2 separate regions of the Sus scrofa genome follow, and region 1 is linked to region 2. A link is a contact called in public Hi-C data. All regions are on one chromosome and are shown on one strand. The core of a region is the stretch at or near the end of the contact, and the rest is flanking DNA. Distances in the headings are between cores, read along the strand shown.

Region 1 (5,245 bases), core at 45-2,544, 39 kb before region 2:
CTCACAGTCAGGGCTGGTGCCATCTTGAGCTCAGCCACCCTCTGACGCCTTAATAAACGCTTTTGCTTTACAAATAAATAAATAAAATTAGGCTGTAATTATGGTTGCACAACTATAAATACAATGAAATTCATTGAATAAAAATAAAGCAGGTCTGCTATCTTCTCTTGCTGTTCTTGGTTTTTGCTGAAGCTTCAGATCTGTCATTAATATCAGTCACTGTGTCACTTCTGATTTGGCTAAACTGTGGAAGGAGCCTGGCTGGAGCAGTGGTTAACGGCACAGGCTTTGTAAAATCAGACTTGGGGCACTGCCCTTTATGAGCTGTGTGACTTTCAGCAATTTACACCACCTTTCACTTCTCTGAGTGTGTTTCCTCATCCATAAATTAGGGATGACAACCAACCACAGGAATATAAGTATTATGTCTTAGTTGTCCTTAAATTTCTGAAAATTTACAGAAAGTTATTGGCCAAGGTGCAACATGAGTGGTTATTAACATAACTTCCAAAATATGCTGTTTGAAGGAAGGGAAAACAGTAAAAAGTGAGCTGTTAAGCCCCAGGTCAGGAGATCAGTGACATCGAAAATGAGCCTTAATCAGTGATGTCAAGGAATTTCCAGCTCGGACAAAGGTAAACCCTGACCCAGGGCCCCAAATCAGTTAATGCCTCCCAGCTCCGCCTTCACCACGCCCACACTTAGCCCCACCCCACACCCACCCAAGACCCGCCCACACACTTAGCCCCGCCCGCAGCCCGACTCCCGCTCCCGCTCCGACCCCCGCCCGCGGCCGGCGCTCACCTGGATCTCATGACAGGCGGAGGCCGCCCGCCGACCCTCCGCTTGCTTCTCCTCAATGAGGCCCAGCCCCAGCCCGAAGGCCAGAAAGACAGCCCGGCCGCAAGGGCCCGCGCCGCCCCGGGCCCGCACTACGAACTGTCGCTGGAGCCGCGCCGCCAGCCCGGCCACTGACTGGCGGAAGAAGCGGTAGCGGCCGGGGAGCCCGAGCGCGAGCCTGCGCGGCTCCGCTCCGGGTCCCGCGGCAGGGCCAGGGCGCTCTCCGCGGCCCCAGCCCGCCGCTGGGCCCGGGCGTTCGGGCCGCCCCCAGGCATAGGTCGGGCCAGGCTTGGCTGTGAAGCGCAGCAGCAGCGCTCGGCCTAGCTGCAGGCCCCGGCCCAGAGCCTGTCGCACCACCATGGTGCCGCGGCTGGGTCTCCTCCGAGCCGCAGGAGGCCGGGACGCCTGTCACAACAACAAACTTCGGGTCGGCGCCTTTGCGCAGGCGCGGGCGCCAATGGGCGGGGCCGCCTCTCTGGCTGTTTCTCCGCTGTGCGCGCACGAGGGCGCTGTTCGCGCATCTGCGCGGCGGGTAGTTTCTTGCTCTTGCACCCAGGATCTAAAGATTGCATTGTCAGGGAGATCCTGTCAACATCCTTGGTTCTGGGCAAAATCGAGAAATTGAGAAGAGAAATGAATAATTATTACCCCTTACCGACGGTGCCAGAATCTACGTTTGTTAATTTTCCTACCAATGAGATAGGAAGGTCGTTTTTATAGATAAGAAAACTGAGGAAAAAGAAAAAAACAGGGCAGTGACAGTCCAAGGTCATATGCAGTATCAGAGCTGAGGTTAAAGTTTGCATTGCCCTGATTGCTGAGTCCTTGCCCCTGATGCCCTTCCACTCGTCTCAACAAGCCCACAGGCCCCGGAGAGAAATCTCACCCTTAGGCCACTTTTTTCAGATTAGTGAACAGAGTCCCTGAGATGTGGATCAACTCACAAAGTCACACAGCATGTTGGTGGTAGAGCCTTGTTACCCAAAGCTGCTGTTGGAATGGCTGATAAGGAATTTGTACTGAGTGATTTTTCTTTCTTTCTCTTGCCTTTTTTAAAAAGAGAATTTACAAATACAATAATGGAAAACTATAGTGAACCCCATGTACCCAATTATCCAGTTTCAACAATTATCAACAAATAGTCATTATTTAGTCACCTGTGCATATCTTCCTACTTTCCATTCTCCCATCTTTAAAGCAAATCCCATATATCATATCATTTCATTTATAAATACTTAAATATCTATTGAGAGAGAACTATTTTTTTACAAAACATAAATGATATTGTCACCTCTAAAAATATTACCATTAACTTCACAATATCATTTACTATCCAATCAATATTCAGATTTCCCTGTTGTTTTATTTTACAGTTGTTCAAATTGGGATCCAGACAAGATCTACATGATTTATTTGGTCAGTGGGTTATTCTTTAACAAGGAACCAAGCCTTCCCCAGGCTAAGGAGGTATATTTTGTGGTGCTGCCATTTAAAAAAACGTTCCTGTAATCATGAGTACCTCCAATCTCCTTACCCTTAAGGCTGGTTGTGGGTAAGAGGCCCTGGAAGAGATGTTAAAATGTTTTTGAAGGTATGGCCATGTGTCACAGATGACCTTCAGGGCAAGGGGACCTTCGTCTAGCCTGAGACCCACCTCAGCATTTCTTGAATAGAAAGACACAGTCTAACCTATTTATTTCAGGACTCATTTGCGACCTTTAGCACAGCCCTGTTTCTGGGCTGTAAAGTTGTAAGAAAGAATGAGAGTAAATAGGAATAAAAACAAGGCAACTGCAGAAAGATCCACTTTGAATTGGTGAAATTTTTTTTTTTTTTGGTCTTTTTGTCTTTTCTAGGGCTGCACCCGAACCACATGGAGGTTCCCAGGATCAGGGTCTAATCTAAGCTGTAGCTGCTGGTCTACGCCACTGCCAAAGCAACGTGGAATCTGAACCGAGTGTGCGACCTACACCCAGCTCATGGCAGCACCCGATCCTTAATCCACTGAGCAAGGCCAGGGATCGAACCCACAACCTCATGGTTCCTAGTCAGATTCGTTAACCACTGAGCCACGATGGAAACTCCAGTGAGTTTAAACATGTCAAAACCAGTATAGGAATACTTCCTAGTGACTCAACATTTTGAGGATCCGGCGCTGTCACTGCTGTGGCGTGGGTTTGATCCCTGGCCCGGGGAAAGTTGCATGCTGTGGGTGTAGCCAAAAAAGAAAAAGAAAGAAACCAGTATATACATTGAATGAGAAGCTGGTAATGTTACTCCTAGGTATAGACCCCTAGAAAAGCATATGTAATTTACCCGAGAATGTTTATAGCAAGACTATTCCACATAGTGTAAAACTGGAAACAACTCAAATGGCCATCTCTATAGTAGACTGGAAAATTGTGGTATATTCACCCAATGGAATACTAAACAGCCATGAGAGTGTCTACAACTATAGAGTCCTGGGACGTTGTTTCCTGATCCGTTTATGTGATGAAAATTCTCCTAAAAGTACATTTTGATTTGTGCATTTTTCTGTGTGTAGTATTTAGGTAAACATTTTACTTAATGCTTTTTTAACATAATGAAAGCCTTTCTGAAAAATTCAGGGAGTTCCCATTGTGGCTCAGTGGTAACGAACAGGACTAGGATCCCTGAGGATGTGAGTTTCCATCCCTGGCCTCTCACATTTGGTTAAGGATCCGGTGTTGCTCTGAGCTGTGGTGTAGATCACAGATGCAGCTCAGATCTGGTGTTGTGGCTGTGGCATAGGCTGGCAGCTATAGCTCTGATTCAACCCCTAGCCTGAGAACTTCCATATGCCGTGGGTGTGGTGCTAAAAAAAAAAAGAAAAGAAAAATTCAGTCTATTTTATCACCAGGGAACCCTCCCCACTGGTAACCACTAGTTTGTTTTCTGTATCTGTGAGTTCTGTTTCTTTTTTGTTATATTCACTAGTTTGCTTTATTTTTTAGATTCCACATAAAAATGAGATCTTAGAGGAGTTCCCATCGTGGTTCAGCGGAAATGAATCCAACTAGGAACCATGATATTTCGGGTTTGATCTCTTGTCTCGCTCAGTGGGTTAAGGATCTGGTCTTTCAGTGAGCTGTGGTGCAATTCACAGACTCGGCTTGGATCTGGCATTGCTGTTGCTTTGGTGTGTAGGCCAGCGGCTACAGCTCCGATTTGACCCCTAGCCTGGGAACCTCCATGTGCCTCGGGTATGGCCCTAAAAAGCAAAAAAAAAAAAAAAAAAAAAGAGAGAGAGGTCATAGAGTATTTGTCTTTCTCTGATTCATTTCGCCTAGCATAATAGCCTTCAAGTCCATCCATGTTGTTGTAAATGGCAAAATTTCATTAATTTTTTTTTTACAGCGGAGTAGTACTGCATTGTGTGTGTCTATTTATATATATGTGTGTGTATATATACACATATACCACATCTTCTTTATCCTTTCATATATCGATGGACACTTAGGGGGATTGAGGTACAAACTATTTTGTATAAAATGAATAATCACAGGAGTTCCTGTCATGTCTCAGTGGTTAACGAATCCGACTAGGAACCATGAGGTTGTGGGTTCAGTCCCTGCCCTTGCTCAGTGGGTTAACGATCTGGCGTTGCTGTGAGTTGTGGTGTAGGTCGCAGACACGGCTCAGATCCTGCATTGCTGTGACTCTGGTGTAGGCCGGTGGCCACAGCTCGGATTGGACCCCTAGCCTGGGAACCTACATTTGCTGAGGGAGCAGCCCAAGAAATGGCAGAAAGACCAAAATAAATAAATAAAATAAATAAGCACAAAGTATATAGTGTATAACAGAGTTAATATAGCCAATAGTTTGTAATAATTATAAATGGAGTATAACCTTTAAAATTTGTGAGTCACTGTTGTACACCTTACCATATATTATATTGTAATCATACTTCAGTAAAATTCTTTTTTTTTTTTTTTTGTCTTTTTGCCATTTCTTGGGCTGCTCCCGTGGCATATGGAGGTTCCCAGGATAGGGGTCGAATCGGAGCTGTAGCCATCAGCCTACACCACAGCTAGGGGTTCAATAATATTGTTTAAAAATAGATACAAAGAAAGAAACAGTGGAACAAACTAAAAACAATAAAATAAAGGATTTTGGATACACACTTACCCCAAAAAAGTTCTATCTAACTCATTCATGGTCTCAATTTTTTTGAAAAATGAACTTTGTTTGAATAGTGTGTGAAAGTTCACAGAGTTTAATCATCTTTGAATTTCGTGGTTTCAAACAATAAAAGCATTTTAATAGGGGAGTTCCCATCATGGCGCAGTGGTTAACGAATCTGACTAGGAACCATGAGGTTGCGGGTTCGTCCCTGCCCTTGCTCAGTGGGTTAACGATCTGGCGTTGTCTCGAGCTGTGGTGT
Region 2 (5,139 bases), core at 1,784-4,283:
TTAATGACTGATGCAGCTCAGGCACCAACAATCAGGGAGGACCACTGGGTCAGGCACACCAGCTCTGTTCAAAGCCATCGTGAAAGGCAAGTGTTGGGATCCTCAGTTTACAAATGTGTAAGCTGAGACTCTGGAGAGTGAAGGGTCTTTTTTTTTTTTTTTTTTGCTTTTTAGGGCCACACCCACGGCATATGGAATTTCCCAGGCTAGGGGTCGAATCAGAGCTATAGCCGCTGGCCTACACACAGCTACAGCAATGCTGGATCTGAGCCACATCTGTGACATACACCACAGCTCACATCAATGCTGGATTCTTAACCCACTGAGCGAGGCCAGGGATCGAACCCGCAACCTCATGGATACTAGTCAGGTTCATTTCTGCTGCGCCACAAGGGGAACTCCTGGAGGGTGAAGGGTCTTGCCCAAGGTCACACGACTGATAAAACAGCTGCACCAGGATGCAAACCCAGGGGGCTCGAACTCCTCCAGGGCCTGTACCCCATCCCATGAGGCCTCCACAGGTTCCCACTGCACAGTCCTCTCTCTGGTGACATCAGGTCCTTCCCTGCTATTTAAATAGGCCACGCTTCTGTCCATCTCATTTCATTCCCTCCTACAATTATTGGTTGAGGCCCCACTTGGAGCCTTGGCCTGTGTAAGAGGAGGGGGCCTACATGGGGGCAAGGACTGTCATCGTTCTTTCTTCCTTTCCTTTCCTTTCTTTTCTCTCCTCCCTCTTTCTTTCTTTCCTTCCTTCCTCTCTTCCTTTCTTTGCCATTTACTAATCCCCGAACTCCCAGACCCTCCCCCTCCCTCCCCTCAGCAACCACAAGTCTGTTCTCTGTGCCAATAGCTTTGTTTCCGAGACTGTCATTTCTGCTCACAGCAGTATGTCCAGCACCTGGTACATGACCTAGCACATAATTGGTCCTTGGCAAATATTTGCGAATGGATAAATCAATGCAAGGTTGGGGAGAGCCCCTCTCCATCTGGAGGGGCTATGGAGGCACTGGAAACAATCAATGGCTCATTGCCTGTTCAGGCCCTAGAGCCATGGGGCAGTGTGGGTTGCAATGTTGTTTGCAGTGGTGGTTAATGTTTAATGCTCACCTGAGCCCCCGGGCCAGGCCTGAATTTGCACAGGACACTCAGATTCTCTCTACTCCCTGCAGGAAAGCAAACTTGGGAGTCAGGGGAACGCTGGGTTCCAATCTCGGCTTGTGATCTTGGGCACTTAACCACTCTGAGCCTCAGTTTCCTTCTCTACAAAGGGGTGGCATAATCCTGCCTTGCAGGACTGGAAGGGTTGGAGGGACCGCATGAGTCATGGTCCTTCCTCATCCTAGCCCTCGCTCAAGGTTACCTCTCCTGTTCAAAGATGTTTAAGACCCAAGTGACTCATAGAGCCAGCAAGAACCTCAAAAGACAGGAGGTGGACTTCCTGTTGTGGCGCAGCAGAAATGAATCTGACTAGGAAGCATGAGGTGGCAGGTTTGATCCCTGGCCTCACTCAGTGGATGAAGGATCCAGTGTTGCCGTGAGCTGTGGTGTGGGTCGCAGACGCGGCTCCGATCTGGTGTGGCTGTGGCTGTGGCTGGCAGCTATAGCCCTGATTCAACCCCTAGCCTGGGAACCTCCCTATGCCACGGGTGTGGCCCTAAAACAAACAAACAAAAAAAAAGACAGGAGGTAACTCAAACACCAAGAACAGCCCAGAAGAGGCACCAGAGAGGGCGCCGAGGTGTGGGCCCCCCAGTCAGGTTCCCTGCGGAGCAGTGGGGGTGGGACTGGCTCACACCTGGCCCAGGGCTGCTGGGTAGTTAACAATTAGATGGACACACACGTGAGCCTCTGATCCTTTAACTAGCGGCTGCCAAGTGGAAGGGGATTCTGGGCGGCAGGACTGGGCATTCCCCCGGGGTCCCTCTGTGCCAATTCACATCTGCCCTCAGGGTGGTGGTGGGAATGGGAGGGATGGGGAGGGGCATGGCTTCCCTGCCATCTCCAGGCCCTGTTCCTCCCTGTCCTCGAAGAGGATGTCCCTCAGCTCGGAAAAAGCAGGTCTGAGTTTTTGTTTCAGCGAGCGTTTCTTTAAAACCAACAAACCGAAGAGCTTAGGAACAGATTAGTGCCAACTCAGATTCCGGTTCCCCACCTCCCTGAGCTGGCACTCACTGCTGGTTACCCAAACCCCGCCGCCAAGACTCCCTGCAAGGCGCTCACGGCCCCCCCCACCCCAGGAGTAACCCCTGGATTCCTCGATCTCAACCCTCCCCCCCGCCCCCGCCATCTCCCTGCGCAGTGGGTGACAGGAGGAAAGCAGGGTCTGGGGGACCCTAGCCCTGATCACTACAACCTGTGTGACCTTGAGCCATGTCACGGCTCTGGACTTCAGTTTCTTCATTGAAAAATGGGCACAACACCTGGGTGAGTGTGCGGAGGGTGAGGACTTACTGCTGAAATCCTGGAAGCTTTAGGAGGGTGCCAGACAGAGGAGGGCTCAGAAAGTGTTAACCCTCTCCCTCCTGCTCCAGGACTGCAGATGTTCGGCATTTATGGACTCACCTTCCTGCTTTCCCTTCCCACTTCCTTCCCCATCTCTCCTTGGCTTCCCAGTCCTCCAACAGGGGAAAAACCACTGGATGTGAGCAGCATATTCACCCCCACAGTCTGGGACAGCGGGCAGGGCAGGGACGAGGGGCAGCGTTACGGGGGTGGTCCAGCGACGAAAGGATAGGGCACCCTCCTCCCGCCCATCCTGCTGGTCCTCCTCTGACCTCCCGCCCCGGCTGCCGTGCAGGGGGACCCCGGGGTGCCGCTCTTACCGGAGAAAATCCTCCCGTCCCCGGTGAGGAGGGCCGCCCCCACCGGGAAGCGACTGTAGGGGCAGTAGGCGGACTTCTTGGCCTCCCGGCAGGAGAAGAGCAGCTGCTGGACGTGCTCGGGCTCCAAGGCGGGACTGGGACGCTCTTGGGCCATGTTGGTCCCCCTGGGGCTGGCAGAGGATCGGAAAGAGACCTCACAGCCAGTGTGGGCTGGGCCCCACGGCGGCAGCAGCTCCTCCCCCCGGGGTGTGTCTCTGCCTAGTGGCTCCCAGGTGAGAGCCCCACGGGGATGCTGGGCGGGGCCAGGCCAGGGAGAGGAGCCTCCTTTGGTTTGGGGTCAGAGGGCGTGGTGTGTGTCCCAGGGAGGAAGGATGCCACTATGTCCACGTATGCTTCCCACTTCCCCTTGGGGACCACTCCCACTGCTGACACACTGATGAGTAAAAGGTCAAGGGATGGGCGTCGCTGTGTGAGGGGTGACTGTGGACACACACACCTCAAGGGAGAAGCTGTTATGTGGTCTGTGTGAGGTCTAGGAAGTCCAAGCTCCAAGGATGGAAAACTCTTCATTTTGTTGAATGACTTCTTCCCTGAGTGATGTTATGAGACTGAAAGGGCAGGTGCTGGGGCAGCCGCAGTGGCTTCCCAAGTCAGGGAGCTTGAGGTGGTGCAGTAAAGACTCTTTTCTTTTCTCCTTTTCCTTTCTTCCTTCCTTGCTTTCTTGCTCTTTTGCCTCTTTTTTTTTTTTTTTTTTTGTCTTTTTGCTATTTCTTGGGCCGCTCCCACAGCATATGGAGGTTCCCAGGCTAGGGGTCAAATTGGAGCTGTAGTCACCGGCCTACGCCAGAGCCACAGCAACGCGGGATCCGAGCCGCGTCTGCAACCTACACCACAGCTCACGGCAACGCCGGATCGTTAACCCACTGAGCAAGGCCAGGGACCAAACCCGCAACCTCATGGTTCCTAGTTGGATTCGTTAACCACTGCGCCACGACGGGAACTCCCTCTTGCTCTTTCGCTTTTTATGGCCACACCTGTGACATATGGATGTTCCCAGGCTAGGGGTCAAATCGGAGCTGCACCTGGCAGCCTCCGCCACAGCCCCAGCCAACACCAGATCCGAGCTGCACCTGTGACCTACACCACGGCTCATGGCAACACCGATCCTTATCCCACTGATTGAGGCCAGGGATCAAACTTGCATCCTCATGGATATTAGTTGGGTTCGTTACTGTTAAGCTACAATGGGAACTCCTGCTTCTTTATTTTCACCCATTCTCCTTCCACCTCCTCTCTGTCTCAACCCAGAATTAAAAAGGATCTCAGCTGGAGGGAACCTCTGAGATCATCCACTCAGGCTGCCTCATTTTTTTGTTGTCATTGTTGGTGAAATAGCCCTTGGGTTGCTGATAAAGGAAATGAATTTGCATCCTGGCTCCACCACTTCCCGCACGTACAACTGTTGGCAGGTGATTTGACCTCTCTGAGTCAGTTTCTTTATCTATACAATGGGGATAATGATCATCTCTGCCCTGCATTCTCGGATTAGAGAAGAGCTCAAGCTTTGAAGATTAGTAGATCTTAGTTTGAATTCCAGTTCTGCCATTTATTGGCTGTATGACCTTGGGAAGTTAATAGTACCTCTCTAAGCCTCAGTTTCCTCATCTATAAAATGGGTGCACTGAAGTTCCGTTGTGGCTTTTTGGGTTAAGACCCGGACTAGTATCCATGAGGATGCCGATTCAATCCCTGGCCTCGCTCAGTGGGTTAAGGATCCGGCATTGCTGTGAGCTGTGGTGTAGGCTGGCAGCTGCAGCTCTGATTCCACCCTTAGCCCAGGAACTTCCATATGCCACAGGTGCAGCCCTAAAAAGAAAAAAATAAAATAAAATCAGTGCACTAACAGGATCTTGCAGAGCTGTAGTGAGGATTAAATGAGATAGAATGTGTGTACTGTGAGAGTGGTTGGAGGGCCTGTAACATCAGGTTGTGAGCACCCTTTGTGATTCCATGCAAATTGGGTTATTGTCATTAAATGAATTGGCCAAGATTACCTAAGAAGGGCAGAATGCCAGTTAGGGTGTCCAGAAGCATGCAAATGTCCCCAGACTCCCAGCAAATAGGAGTGAATCTACAGCTTCTCATGGGGGGAGCGGGGTGGGGGGTTGGGGAAGGGGGGAGGAGGCAGAGCTCCTTGCCCAGCGTGCTGACATCTCTGGGCTCTGTCAGCCCCGCCTCTCTGTGTCCTGGGCCTGGAACTCTTAGCCTTTTGGAGACACAGGCAAACGCCCAGCTTGGCCACTGTAGAGTTGGG

The links. A called contact is a pair of places that touch in the nucleus more often than the background predicts.
Region 1: a Hi-C map of skeletal muscle shows a contact between it and region 2, with 2.9 times the contacts expected there. The contact joins the promoter of PINK1 here to the promoter of CDA in region 2. A contact is called at or near these places in 1 of 5 promoter capture datasets (liver), 21 of 47 Hi-C or Micro-C datasets (adipose tissue, alveolar macrophages, blood and 10 more) and 2 of 2 datasets of contacts at active chromatin or transcription factors (alveolar macrophages and skeletal muscle).

What each region holds. Positions count from the first base shown.
Region 1 is chr6:78,859,244-78,864,488 of Sscrofa11.1, reverse strand. PINK1 (serine/threonine-protein kinase PINK1, mitochondrial) reads right to left here and starts at 1,294. Exons shown (of 8, transcript XM_021095478.1): 1 at 805-1,294. The coding sequence starts at 1,200.
Region 2 is chr6:78,822,142-78,827,280 of Sscrofa11.1, reverse strand. CDA (cytidine deaminase) reads right to left here and starts at 3,033. Exons shown (of 4, transcript NM_001244385.1): 1 at 2,826-3,033. The coding sequence starts at 2,979.